Regions from separate parts of the Mus musculus genome. Here all the other regions are linked to region 1. Evidence: chromatin contacts called from public Hi-C, HiChIP or PLAC-seq and promoter capture Hi-C data. All regions are on one chromosome and are shown on one strand. Each heading gives the region's core, a stretch centred on a gene start, on an enhancer-like site or on the middle of the called end of the contact. The rest is flanking DNA. Distances are from core to core; before and after follow the strand shown. Region 1 holds the start of Btg1 (BTG anti-proliferation factor 1). Region 2 has its middle 76 kb from the start of Gm40746. Region 3 overlaps Gm34044 (a long non-coding RNA gene). Region 4 has its middle 5.9 kb from the start of Gm34044.

Region 1 (3,381 bases), core at 80-2,579:
ATTCACACACACACACACACACACACGCACACGCACACGCACACGCACACGCACACACACACATGCACAAAGATGTTATTTTTTGATTCAGTTTATTATAAAAAAAAACTTGATACTTTCTGAAGTGCTTTCTAACATTATCTTTAGATAATATGTGGGTACTTAAGTATTGTATATTAATGATAAATGATGTATAGGTCACCTTTTCAAATTAATTTCAGAACCAATTATCCTCTTGTTTCTCCTCTAGCTCCATACACACACACACACACACACACACACACACACACACACACACATATATATATTTTAAAGTGGTGTGTATTGCATCTGATGACCAACTAAACTCTAAATATTTATTTCCATCTGGTAGAGTTCAACTTCTGCCTCTTGTTTGCTTTCTTCTTCCTGCCTGGACTTCATTGTTTTCTCTCCCTTCTCCTACTTTAAGAGAGTTGGGTTAACCCTATTTTGGGTCTAATAGTTTTAGCAGGCTCATGCTTTCCTTTTTTTCTAGGCTGTTTACAACCGTCTTTGCCAGTAAATATGGGTGTCTATGCTTAACACTCTCGACAAGCTTAAAGTTTTATCTTATGTGTCAACAGCAGCACAACTCTAAAGTTCTGACATCACTTGAACTAGAAAAACGAATTTGTTGTGCCTTTCTAAAATACATATGCAGATTTTTATGAGTTTCAAGGCTCATCTTCTCCCCCCCCCCAGCCCCCCGGGGTTCTGCAAACCCTAGGGGCAATGGCTTGGATTAAGCCGCAGGATAGCTCCAGGGAGCGAGTCCTTCCTTCCATTCCCTAGCGGAGCCTTAGTCTCCGCCACCGCACGCTCCTCCCGCCAGGGCTGCCAGCCAAGCCGGCTGGAACTGGGCTCAGATGTAAACATGGGGTACGCAAAGGACTGGGGCTGCGGAGACCGAACCTCAGTCCTGAGGTTCCAGCCACACCGCAGTAAGTGAGGAACCCGGAGCCCGCTCGGGGACTGGAGGGTCCCCGCTGGCCCGAACCGGGGGCGGAGCTAGCTCGGGGGCGGAGCTTTCACACGCGCCTCCTTGGCTTCTTTCTCCGCCCTCCACCGCTCCGGAGTCTCAGGCTGCCACTCGGGGGGTTTATTTGTTTACAAGCAGATTACGTCAGCTCCTCCCTCTCATCCCGGCCTCTGGGCACGCCCCCTGGCGGCCTTTCTCCCGCCCCCTCCAGCCCCGAATCTGCCTGCGTCACAATGGTGCGATCTCCGGATTGGCTGGCGTCCGCCCTCACGCCCCGGGTACGCCACTTCCTTTCCGCAGCCCTATAAAATGAGCTGCACGGCGGCGGCAGCTCTTCGCCCCTCGGAGCTGGAAATGCAACTCTCGGGATCCTCGGAGGCTACCGAGCTGGAGGCGGAGGCGGCTGGGGAGGTCCGAGCGATGTGACCAGGCCGCCATCGCTCGTCTCTCTCTGTCTCTCCTGCCGCCTCCTGGCTTGAAAATAACTTTTTTACTCTAAAGGAAAGAAAAAAAATCCCCTAGAACCAGTAGCCGTCCGCGCCTCGCGCCCTCGCTTCCTCTCGGCCGTCGGGTCTGGGCGAGAGCCCGGGGTGGCCGCTTCGCCGTCGGGGCCGAGCCCCGGCCGCCCCGGGCCACCCCCGGCCGCCGCCCCCATGCATCCCTTCTACACCCGGGCCGCCACCATGATAGGCGAGATCGCCGCCGCGGTGTCCTTCATCTCCAAGTTCCTCCGCACCAAGGGGCTCACGAGCGAGCGACAGCTGCAGACTTTCAGCCAGAGCCTGCAGGAGCTGCTGGCAGGTGAGCGGGGCGCGGGGACCGTCGCGGGTCGCCACTAACGGGCGCGTCCCGGTCGTGGCTGGGGGAGGGGGGGGGAGCTGGGCGGCGGGGCGCCGCGACACGCACAACAAAGGATCCGAAGCGGGGCGACGCGGAGCTGCGCCCCGACGGCTACCGGCCGGTCGCGGGGGACAAAAGACCCAGGGCCCGGAGTCCCGTCGGTCTCCTCTGCCGGGTCGCCGCGACCGTTGCGAGAGTCTGCGGCTGAGCCCCTGGGTGGCTTGTCGCCTCTGTGTTTCGGAGCCGGCCCGGGACGGACGTGCCAGGTCTCCGCACCTCCTGTGCCTCTTGCCCATTAATCATCGGATTTGTCACCGGTACAATTACAACCCAACCCAGATCTTGGTTTAAGGTTTCTTGGGTTTTCTTCCCTTTGGGGTTAACTGGCCATAGTGGCGTTGTCTTGCCCCCACCCCCCACCAGTTCCATAAAGTCTATTGTATGGGACCCCGTTGGGGTGGAGAAAGTAAACAGGTTCCCGCCCGCTTGCCTGTGCCATCCAGCTAGTTGGCCATCCAGGGCTGCGCGCGGGATTCCTGTTTTGGCGGCTCAACCGGTCAGTACCCGGACAGTGTTTGCCACAGTGTCTTTGCTTTCTCTATTCTGTCTCACGACAGCGAATTCGGTCCCGGACATTTGTGAAAGTTGGTGGTTTTCATTTTCGCTTCGCTAAGAAGCTAGCAGCAGGAGGAGGAAAGTACGCTACGGTACGGCTGCGTTGACTACCGTCCTGAGCATTGTTTCTCTGTTCTTTTCTTCCACAGAACATTACAAACATCACTGGTTCCCAGAAAAGCCGTGCAAGGGATCAGGTTACCGTTGTATTCGCATCAACCATAAGATGGATCCTCTGATTGGACAGGCAGCCCAGCGGATTGGACTGAGCAGTCAGGAGTTGTTCAGGCTTCTCCCAAGTGAACTCACACTCTGGGTTGACCCCTACGAAGTGTCCTACCGGATTGGAGAGGATGGCTCCATCTGCGTGCTGTACGAAGCCTCACCAGCAGGAGGTAGCACTCAAAACAGCACCAACGTGCAAATGGTAGACAGCAGAATCAGCTGTAAGGAGGAACTTCTCTTGGGCAGAACAAGCCCTTCCAAAAACTACAATATGATGACTGTATCAGGTTAAGATATAGTCTATTGGATGGATCATCTTATAATGGATGGATGAATTTGATTTTTTTTGCTTTGGGTGGGCTCCTCTTGGGGATGGATTATGGAATTTAAACCATGTCACAGCTGTGAAGATCTGGCACAAGATAGAGTGGTAATAATTTTTTTATTTCTTTCTTTTTTTTTTTTTTTAATTTAGTGACAGTGCCATAGTTTGGACAGTACCTTTCAGTGATTTAAATAGCCTGTGAGTCCAAGGAAAGGATCACTTTATTTGCTAGGGAGTGAAGTCGAAGGGTGGTTTCAGTTTCTCCCAGACCTTATACCCAATTTGTCACAGCAGTCCCTTTAAGGAAATTCTGTCTTTCAAAGAACCCTCTTTCGCAGTCAACCTTGCAGGGGAATTTGCACTATTACACTTGAAA
Region 2 (3,297 bases), core at 430-2,929, 510 kb before region 1:
TACCTTATGAGTGGGGCTCAGTCACTAGTTCTCAAGTAACTAAAGCATAAATAACAAAGGGAAGGAATTCATATCAGAAAATGAAGTTCCTCTAGCTTGGGTACAGATTCCCTAATAAGTCTAGAGTACTGACATCTCTAAGAGAAAAGAGATTGCTAAGAGGGAGACTGGGCAGAAGAAACTGGAGAGTTTCTGACCACTGAGGAAGTAGGTGTGTGTGTGTGTGTGTGTGTATTTTATGAGGCTGGGTGTATTTGAATGGAAATGGCTGCATAGGCCCATAAGGAGTGGCACTATTAGAAGGTGTGGCCTTATTGGAGTAGGTATAGCCTTGTTGGAGGAAGTATGTCACTAGGTGTGGGCTTTGAGGTTTTAAATGTTAAAGCCAGGCCCAGTGTTACTCTCACTTCCTCTAGCTGCTGATCCACATATAAAACTCTTCTCTTCTTCTCCAGCACTATGTCTCCTGCACACTGCTATGCTTCGTGCCATGGCAATAATGAACTAAACCTCTGAATGATAAGCTAGCCCCAGCTAAATGCTTTCCTTATAAGAGTTGCCATTGTCAGGGTGTCCCTTCACAGCAACAGAAACCCTAAGACACTGGGTCTCAGTATGTAGTCCATTCTAACCCAGAACCTGTCATTATTCTGCCTCAGCATTAAATTTTAATATAAATTATGAATTACAGATATTGTTAATGAAGGGAAAGCAGCACTTGGCACTTTGTGATTGTCTGTTATTGACATTGTTCCAGCTTCATTCTCTCTTCTCTACCGACTCCACACCAGTGGTCCATGTGTCTGTGACCTTTGCTCTGTATTTCCAGCGCCACCCTCTTGAACTTCAGGGCTTTAGCTTGGAAATTTTCATTGGCCTGTCTTTGATTTTCCTAATTCTGTCTTTGACCTCTAGTATACTGTCAGTCTTATCTGATGGGTTTTAAGGTTAAATATCCAATTATTTCTATTGTACGCCTAGAATTTACAAATTTTTATGTAAATTCTAACTCCATGTTAAAACTTTTTCTTTTATTTTTTTCTGATTTTGTGATGTCATGCACATTGTATGTTCTTGCCCTTTCCCGTTTTGGAAGCTTGGTTGGAGGACTATCAACCTCAATCCTGTATGTATCTGCATGTACAGTTCCCTGCCTAAATTCAGTCTATCCCTTTTGTCAGCTATCTGAAAGATAATATGTTTATTACAAAACACGCCCTCTAGTGGCATTTTGAATACGAGACAGGGAGTTTTCATTGTCTTTTCAGACTGCCCTTGTCTCCCACAGTCTCAGAACTCAGAAATGCTTTTTGGGGGAAATGATTTGGGCTTCTGATCTGTCCTGGATAGTTTCATATCAGCCTGACATGAGCTAGAGTCATTTAGGAACTGAGAACCTCAATTGAGAAAGTCCTCCCACCAGGTTGACCCATGGTACATTCTCTTGGTTGGTGATTGATGTGAGAGGGTCCAGCTCGCTGTGCATGGTGTCAACACCTGAGCTGGTAATCCTGGGTGCTCTAAGAAAAGCAGGGCGAGCTAGCACAGGAAGCAAGTCGGTAAGCAATCTTTCCTTCGGATGCTGCTTTTGGTCATGGTATTCTATGATAGCAATAGAAGCCCTAACTAAGACAGGATCTCCTTTAGCTTGCATCTGTCATATCAGCCTACTTTGTCACCAGATACAAAGTACCCTTATCTCCTGTCCCCAGCAGTGTCTCTCTACCTGTCATGCTAGTCCCCAGCTTACATTAGATATAGCCTGTGTCTTCAGAAAAGAAAATAGCAGCAGTTTAGTTTCACATAGGAAAGACTTTCTGCTTGGTTTCCTTTCCTTTGTTGATTTCTGATGTTGCCATTGGACGGCCAGATTACTGTTATATGATAGTGTCCCTGCTTGCCTGGAGAGACTATTGTGGTTCAAGTAACTCGTTGTAGCTTTGCTCTTATGAATATGACTTGTATTGAAATGCTGTGAATTCATACTGTTCTAACATGTTTCCAGTTTGGTAGGTGATCTGAACAAGTGGAGATGCCAGCAACTTTTTTGGTGTTTTTAACTGCCCCTTAGAATCCTGTAAAAGGTATCTTACAAAAGCTGCAGGGGAGCTGGGGAGGGCTCCGGGATTCAGAAACTTCATTGCTCTTGTAGAGAACAGAATTTGGTTCCCAGTGCCCACATCTGTCAGTTTACCAAGGCTTCTAACTCCAGCTCACAGGGATCTGATGCCCTCTGCTGGTGACCAAGGGGACCTGTACCATGTTCACTTACCCACATGTGCTCGCAAACAGACAAACAAACAAATCCAAACCAAAAATAAGCCTTAAACCATCATAAAAGCACTTCATTTAGCATATACTATATTTTAGGCAGTGTCCCTCAGTAAGCCCAAGATGGTAACACTAATATTTTTCTGTATAGATATATTATTAGTTTTAAAAGGTCAAGTACATAGTTCAACTAATCAGTGACAGAGGTGTAGCTTAGTATGTTTATCTGACTTCCATGGCTCTCAGTTATTCTACTGCGAGCATTTGTCAAAAGGAGACTAGGAGTGATCAGTCAGGATGTGTAAAGGCAGTGCCTGCCCCGTGCATAAAAACCCTCTGAGATTTACATGAACATCAATGACTATGTAATGTCGCCCAGTCCCCCATTCAAAGACACACAGCGAGGACCATGTTCATGTTTCCACAGTTGTTAGGGCAGGACCTTTATGGCACTACTTCTTGCAAGCTATTAGACTTCGAAGTGTTGAAGCCCAATGTACAAATATCAAGCTAATTTCCCTTACTGCCTCACTAACAGATCTGTTTTTTGAGTTTTGTTTTTTTAATTTTTGTTGTTATTTTGTTTTGACATGGGGTTTTTCTATGTTGCCCTGGCAGTCCTGGAACTCGCTCTGTAGACCAGGCTATCCCCAAACTCAGAGATTCGCCTGCCTCTGCCTTCTGAGTGCTGGGACTAAAGGTGTGTGCCACCACACCTGGTTTTGTTTTCGAGTTTTACAAGGAAATTTAAAAACAAATTTTAGGCCAGGGACTCCTCAGAGTTAAGCTAACTTTGCTAAACCTTGAATTGTTTTAAATGATTTCTTCCTGATGTGTGTGTGTGTGTGTGTGTGTGTGTGTGTGTGTGTGTGTGTGTGTGGCACAGCGGTTAGATGAACGGAAATGTTTCTTTTCTCTCTTTCTGCACCTTTCCCTTAGGTTCTGTGATACAGTTTGATTTCACGGCTTCTCAGCCACACGTGTCTAATTAGGAGGCCCAGGATGGTGCTACGCATTGCTGATGAT
Region 3 (3,412 bases), core at 768-3,267, 600 kb after region 1:
GGGCAGGGTTAATATTTGCCTTGGCATAACAAGCAAAAGCCAATGTCTTATTAAATGAGAAAAGCCCTGCTAGTCATAATGGAAAAGTTATAACTGCCAGCTAATTTCAGAGTTTTCCATTGATGTAAACTCCATCTAGGACTTCCTTTCTGTTTATTCTCTCATTTATTATATTTCTATATGTACATGTTCATGTGTTTAGTTCACATGAGCATGCACATGGGTAGGTGGGTGTGTCATCATAAGGATGACAGGATTTGACATCAGATACCCCCCTCAATTACTTGCTACCATAGTTTTGATGCAGGGGGTCTCTGTAAACTGGGAACTAACTCACTCTGATGGCCCTGAGCCATCTGGGATCCAGCTGTTCTCGCCTCTGAGCACTAAGCTTTACAGATGTGCGCCACTATACTCCACAGCAGTTTCCATGGGTCCTGACAATTCAAACCCACACCCTTGTTCTTGAGGAGAAAACACTTTGCTCAGTGAACCATCTCCAATCCCCACCTAAGGCTTCTTAAGGAACATTATAAAAATGCCGTAGTTCCCATAAGTATAACAGCAACTTCATTATTCACTAGCCTTGAAATATCAACTTAATGCACAGATAGCAGAGCTAGCATCTGACCTCATTGATTTCAATATGCTCTTGTAACATATAAGAAGCACAAATAAGATTTTGAGTTTTCAAATTCCAGTTAAAAAAATCATTCATATTTGAATCACTCTGTCTTATAGACTGATTCTCAAATACGTAAAATATTTTTCAGCTCTTCGCTACTACATATTTTTCAGCTCTTCGCTACTACTACTACGGTGGGATGTATCAAGAAAACAAACCCAATTGAAAAGCTTATGACACTGAAGCCTTAAAAATATTTATTTAATAAGAGGAGTTCATTCAACTCCCAGTTTTCTTAGCATTGCCTATATCCAGAGAGACAAAAGGAGAGAAAAGAAACCAGATGGGGCCAGGGGAGGCTGGCTTCCTACTCCTGATTGGCAGCTCACTCAGCTCCAAGGCTGGCCTGCTCCCTTTGGAGTCTCATCCAAACCATTTCAATGAATATTTCAGTGAGAAAAAGTGGACCACAGTCATTGGGAGCCATTCAGTTATCAAATAATATTTAAAACTCTGCAACCAAATGTCTGTTAAAACACAAGACGGCAAAAGTATCTAAGCACCTTGGAGACGTCATTATTGATAGACACCCAAACACTTTAGTTTTCAATTATGTAAATCTTTTGGTGCGAGGCCCAGACTTTACATCAAGTAAACATCTAGATCCCCAGAGCAATGCTTGGGCAGCTTAGCTTTCCCACGCCATTACTTTTGAACAGAAGATAATGAAAGCCATTGTTGGCTGAGATGGGTCATGCCTGGTTTTGCTTTGTTCTACTAAAAGGGTACTGAAATGGGACTGGAGGCTTAATTTTATTTATTCATAAAGCTGCCTATGCCAAATTATATTTTAAATATAATTTAAATATTAATGCGAGATATTTTTAAGCGCACACTGCCATTATCTCTTCTAGAACGGACACTGCTGATGAAATAGCCCTAAATTTGTTTGTTGAGTCTTCAGAGAGCTACTTAGCATCGTTCAACCAGTTTTTCTAGTGATCCCCATTAGAGAGATATTTCAAGCTCTGCCAAAGGTACCTCCTCCTCATGCTGTAAGGAGTCCACATTTGGCTTTTATTTTCTGGGACAGCCTTTTGAAAGGGCTTAAGGCATTTGCTTTCATTTTAATTCCTAAAGCCTTTAACATAACATTCTGGAGTGGCAGAAGAAGACTTTCTACTGCAGCAGCAACCTTCCTGGAATCAGCCGGGTACTGCTGCTTGGCACATATTAAAGCAGTAGATTTACACTGAGTGGTTCATGGCTGTGTCACCTATCAATGTGTTTTTGATATAAGAAGAGAAAGCAATTGTTTGAAAATCTGTAAGGACAGATTTTGTTGTGATAAATACAGCTTTGAGCAGTACCTGGAGCGAAGCCAACTGCTTATAGAAAAACAAGCTTATGCCTTCAAAGCTTATTCCAAACAGAGGTAATAGCGTCTTTCCACTCCCTGCCAATCTTCTGCACCATTTCCTATTTTAATTCAGTAGTGTAGAATTTAACTGCATTTAGGTTTTTGAGACTGATTTTTCTGTGTATGTGTGAATGGCTACGTCTACGCATGTGCACTCCGTACACACCTGGAGGCCAGACAAGGACACTGAATTCCATAGAACAAGAGCTACCAACAATTGTCTGTCACCTTATGGGTGCTCAGAACCAAACCTGGGATGGTGAAAGCAGCAAGTGTTGCTACCTGCTAAGTCTTCCCTCCAAACTTTTATCTACATTTCTATTGTAAATACAGAATAAAATTGTGGATGCAAATAAGTACATATACTATTATAATGCATTTTTATTCAGGTCTGTTTGGATTTACAGAGGTAAAATGCAATGAATCTGAGTAGCCACTAATTTAGATATAAATATATTTTGCGTTTCTACATGCGTGAAACAAGAGAAAACATACCATGATTAAGTGAACCTCAATCATTCAAGTATATGAAATTGTTTATTATGCTTCCCCCTGCATGCTTTGCTGAAATACACTACATTCATCATATCAGAATGCAAAATTTGTCTAGAAAAGGTGTAATTTAGCTCAACTTTACCTCATAAATGGGTCCCTATCTGTTATTTGTTCTAAGGCTATACATCAAGATGATTGTAGTATTTATAATGCAAAGTGCGGGCACAGATTATAAACTGCGGGCCCTTCAGACAGAGCAGTAACAAAGAGAGCATGAACAAAGAGAGTTCATACTTTAAATGTGGGCATTACTCACCATGGTGTTAGGGGTCAATCTCAGCCTCTGAGACCTTCAGCTTCCTGATGTTAAAACAACAGCCACAATAAAAACAAAACAAAGCAAAATCAGTAAGGGTTAAAGGCTCTGATGTATGTAGATATTGATCTCAAAACAGACTCTCAGAGGAGATTATTGTAGAGAGAGTCTGACCAGCATATCAGCTCCAAGTGCCTTGAGGATTACAAATACACATGTCAAATTGTTGCGAGATAAAGGAGAAAGTGTAACCAACATAGCTTCTGCAACATCTTTTGCTCCAGAAAACCCCAGGCAGGTGAAACCTTTCAAACACTGTCTCATTGGCAAAGGACTGTCATCTAATGTCATCTAATGTCACATAGATGTGAACATACCCTGAAGGACACAGATTCCTGTCAGATGCCAACTGCCCAAGAAAAAAGTCTTGATGACTCTGATACTGAAACTCTCTCTTAAGAACATGACCCTCCTGTAACAGCATAAGTTATTTTTGATAAAATACATAGGACTGGAAAAACATATCCACATATACACGTGTACACGTACATACATA
Region 4 (3,306 bases), core at 396-2,895, 620 kb after region 1:
GTGACAAAGTTGCACTGATAAATCCAAGACATTTTCCCTCGTGTTGCTTAAGAAAGTATTTCTTTCATTTGCCCCAAAGTAATCAAACTACGTTGTAGGAGAATGGTTTTATGTAAATAATCTCCATAATGTCATATGAATAGACTAAGGAACAAGAAAACATACTTGTGATATGCCTACAAAGTTCTCAAACCTCTTGGAGCCCTGGCTACTTCTGGAACCATGAATGCTCTATCAGAAGTATCATCCAGAGTACCTGTGATATTTACATAACAGTTATTTCCAAGAGCATGAGTATTGGCCAGCTCTGATGGATCTAAAGCTCTAATGGTTGTTTAGTGCATACACATTGGGTGTATTGGGTTCTATGTTACACAAATCACCAGGCAGATGAAGCCCTTTGAATTCTTACACTTCTCTATGCTTTGTTTTAAAACTGCTACAGCACACATTCTCCCTTTGTAAATTGTGCATTTGAATTATTTACTGATATGTGCTAAATTCCTGTACCAGAAGTCACTTCTCCATCTATATTTTTGGCGGTCTCCATAATTCTTATCCTCACCAATCATCAAAGAAACACAAATTAAATTATCACCATAAGGAAAATGTATTATTGCCATAATCATGTGGAGTGTAATTTAAAAAAAATATTGGGCTTTGGAATGCAACCTAAAGTTTAAAAATTGAGCCAATGAAAAGGGTGCACTGATACTCACTTAAAGGTACGCAACAGATCTACTTTCAAGTGACAAAACTGACCTAGCTGTCATCACTCCTAACAGGGAAGAAGAGATAGATAGAAAAACAGTAAATTGTTAATGGATGTGTATAAAATCAGTAAAAATGCAATTGTCATACATTGTTCTTCAGAAGAAAAGTCTTGTTCAGAAACATGGTAGTATCACAATAAGCCAAAGAAGGTGAGAATGGAATGGATGGATATCATTTCTCTAATATACCCCAGTCCTTTGTTAGACACTGGTCAACTCAAAAATGGCCCAGTTAACTCCTGATGCTATACAGCAAGTACCTCTGACTTTGAGGTGCTCCTAATATTGTGAAGGCTCTTCCCGCTCATCTAAAAATTCCTGAAGGGCAGGGATTTTCAGGAGGCAGCCACAATGTCAGGGCATAAACAGAGGCTTCAGGGTCAGGTAGTATTGGGTTTTTCAATGAAATACTTTGATATAGACAAGTAGCCTTGCTTAAAGATTCTTGAAAGGACTTAGATGAGGTTCCAGCCAGGAAGAGAAATAAACTATTTTACATTACTGTCAGAAGGGGAAGGTGAACTATAAGAAGTCATTGAAGGTGTACATTGCCTATAACATGAAACAAATCAGTTCAGAGATCCCTGTAAGGGGGTGATATTGACATTCTATAATGTTCCTTTCTTAGCTCCTGACAGAAAAGTAGAAAACAAGTCAAGGAAGAGGGGAATATTAATTATTTTAGAAATGTTTGATTGTGAGGGCTCTTCTTTAGTCAACAGATCACTCATTGATGAACTGTTGAAAAGAGGTGGGAATGTGGAAGGCAGGACCTATTTTAAGGAAGTAGGGGTTAGTCCTGGCCACTTCTTTCCTCTTTCTCTGCTGCCTGGACACAATAGAGGCTTTTCCACTTCCATACTCTTGCACCACGTCATTCTGATTCACCCCAGGCCTGGGGAAAATACAGCCAACGGCCACACCTTCATTTCAGAAGCACAAGCCAAAGGAGATCTTTCTTCTTTGAGCTGTTTTTCCCCCCTCAGGTTTTGTCACATTACTGAAAAATGTATTGCTTATTAGTGTGGTAGCTCTTGGAGCTAAGGGTTGCAATGGCTCATGGGGGAGCTTCCAAAGGTGCTGCGTCAGACCCCCACCAGAAATAAAAGATAGCAAGAGCATCCTGGCCAACCTTTGAACCTGCAAGAGGTAAAAGAAGAAGAGGAGAAGGGGATTTGAGCCAGCTCTGAAAGCAGTATGCAAGCAGAGACCTTCCCTTTCATACAAAGATGCAGATCATCTACACAGGATGTCCCAGAAGCAACAGTGACATCAGAAGAGAAGGGAGGGAGGGAGGGAGGGTGGGAGGGAGGGAGGGAGAGAGGGAGGGAGGTAGAGAGGTAAAACAACAAAAGAAAAAACAAACAAACAAAAAAAATAGGGCCCCTCCTCCCCAAGAACATACAACTTCCTCTTCAGTGTCATGAAACCTCACTTAGCCTTAGACGAGACTCCTGCCACCAACCTTGATGCTATTGATCCTCTCACAGATGAGGAAGATGAGGATTTTGAAGAAGAAAGCGATGACTATGCTACTGCGCCTTTTTGTAGAGCTGAAAAAAAAATCAAGAAGTAAAGAGCTGAATAACAGGCCAGGAAAGAAAAGGAACAAATAGCAGAGGACTAGAGAATTTGCACGAAAAACATTCTGAATGAAACCTTCTCCATAATCCCAAAGACCCATCCCAGCCTCAGCGCAACCTCAACATTAAAAGAAGGTAGGAAGATGATGTCATGTTTTGTTTTCTATTTTTTAATTTTTGTTAGTTAGTTTGTTTGTTTTGTGGGGGTTTGTTGTTACTGGATTTTTAAGAGCTGTGCAAAAGGTATAGATAATCAGAAGAAAGACAAAAGATTTGCCTCACCCGGGGATCCATCCCATAATCAGCCTCCAAACGCTGACACCATCACATACACCAGCAAGATTTTGCTGAAAGGACCCTGATATAGCTGTCTCTTCTGAGGCAATGCCACTGCCTGGCAAACACAGAAGTGGATGCTCACAGTCAGCTATTCGGTGGAACACAGGGCCCCCAATGGAGGAGCTAGAGAAAGTACTCAAGGAGCTAAAGGGGTCTGCAACCCTATAGGTGGAAAAACAAATGAACTAACCAGTACCCCCAGAGTTCATGTCTCTAGCTGCATATGTAGCAGAAGATGGCCTAGTCAGCCATCTTTGGAAATAGAAGCCCCCTGGTCTTGCAAACTTTATATGCCCCAGTACAGGGGAACGCCAGGGCCAAGAAGTGGGAGTGGGTGGGAGGGAACTGGGGGGGAGGGTATGGGGGGCTTTTAGGATAGCATTTGAAATGTAAATGAAGAAAATACCTATGAAAATATATTTTTAAAAATATTTTAAATGATACACTGCAGTGTGAATTTCACAAAAAGTTCATGGAGAAATACATTAAATAGTAAAATGTATTTGCTTGTTTAAAGAATAAAATGTTAAGGATGAAAAGGGAAGAGTACTTCTCCATTGAACTTAAAATGTGTGTGCACATGCATGCATGTTTGTGCATATGTATGCATG

The links. Promoter capture Hi-C pulls out the DNA fragments that hold promoters and counts their contacts. HiChIP or PLAC-seq counts read pairs in DNA pulled down with a chosen protein or histone mark. A called contact is a pair of places that touch in the nucleus more often than the background predicts.
Region 2: a promoter capture Hi-C map of pre-B cells shows a contact between it and region 1, with 4 times the contacts expected there. The contact joins the enhancer-like site here to the promoter of Btg1 in region 1. A contact is called at or near these places in 7 of 39 promoter capture datasets (the C10 cell line, frontonasal cranial neural crest, liver and 2 more), 1 of 15 datasets of contacts at CTCF or cohesin (the NIH/3T3 cell line), 1 of 484 Hi-C or Micro-C datasets (bone marrow-derived macrophages), 10 of 115 datasets of contacts at active chromatin or transcription factors (DN3 thymocytes, the SCID.adh cell line, bone marrow-derived macrophages and 7 more) and 1 of 9 other capture datasets (embryonic stem cells).
Region 3: a Hi-C map of epidermal suprabasal cells shows a contact between it and region 1, with 3 times the contacts expected there. The contact joins the enhancer-like site here to the promoter of Btg1 in region 1. A contact is called at or near these places in 8 of 39 promoter capture datasets (the 3T3-L1 cell line, cranial neural crest, frontonasal cranial neural crest and 4 more), 2 of 15 datasets of contacts at CTCF or cohesin (both in the NIH/3T3 cell line), 3 of 484 Hi-C or Micro-C datasets (embryonic somatosensory cortex, epidermal suprabasal cells and uterus) and 17 of 115 datasets of contacts at active chromatin or transcription factors (the 230-238 cell line, the NIH/3T3 cell line, the SCID.adh cell line and 14 more).
Region 4: an SMC1A HiChIP or PLAC-seq map of the NIH/3T3 cell line shows a contact between it and region 1, with 3 times the contacts expected there. The contact joins the enhancer-like site here to the promoter of Btg1 in region 1. A contact is called at or near these places in 8 of 39 promoter capture datasets (the 3T3-L1 cell line, 3T3-L1-derived adipocytes, frontonasal cranial neural crest and 4 more), 1 of 15 datasets of contacts at CTCF or cohesin (the NIH/3T3 cell line) and 16 of 115 datasets of contacts at active chromatin or transcription factors (the NIH/3T3 cell line, astrocytes, bone marrow-derived dendritic cells and 13 more).

What each region holds. Positions count from the first base shown.
Region 1 is chr10:96,615,672-96,619,052 of GRCm38.p6, forward strand. It overlaps Btg1 (BTG anti-proliferation factor 1), which reads left to right and starts at 1,330. Exons shown (of 2, transcript NM_007569.2): 1 at 1,330-1,801; 2 at 2,605-3,381. The coding sequence starts at 1,654. The coding sequence ends at 2,972.
Region 2 is chr10:96,103,127-96,106,423 of GRCm38.p6, forward strand. No RefSeq gene overlaps it. Among named protein-coding and RNA genes, the nearest start is that of Gm40746, 76 kb to the right of the region's middle. Within about 2 kb of position 1,680, at least 2 of the 459 cell types and tissues checked have an H3K27ac peak or open chromatin away from gene starts, as enhancers often do.
Region 3 is chr10:97,210,289-97,213,700 of GRCm38.p6, forward strand. Gm34044 (a long non-coding RNA gene) reads right to left here. Exons shown (of 4, transcript XR_380716.2): 3 at 2,857-2,900. Among named protein-coding and RNA genes, the nearest start is that of Gm34044, 24 kb to the right of the region's middle. Within about 2 kb of position 2,018, at least 12 of the 459 cell types and tissues checked have an H3K27ac peak or open chromatin away from gene starts, as enhancers often do. A contact at or near this core is called in epidermal suprabasal cells, where this site is marked.
Region 4 is chr10:97,240,021-97,243,326 of GRCm38.p6, forward strand. It overlaps the pseudogene Gm18515. Among named protein-coding and RNA genes, the nearest start is that of Gm34044, 5.9 kb to the left of the region's middle. Within about 2 kb of position 1,646, at least 11 of the 459 cell types and tissues checked have an H3K27ac peak or open chromatin away from gene starts, as enhancers often do. A contact at or near this core is called in the NIH/3T3 cell line, where this site is marked.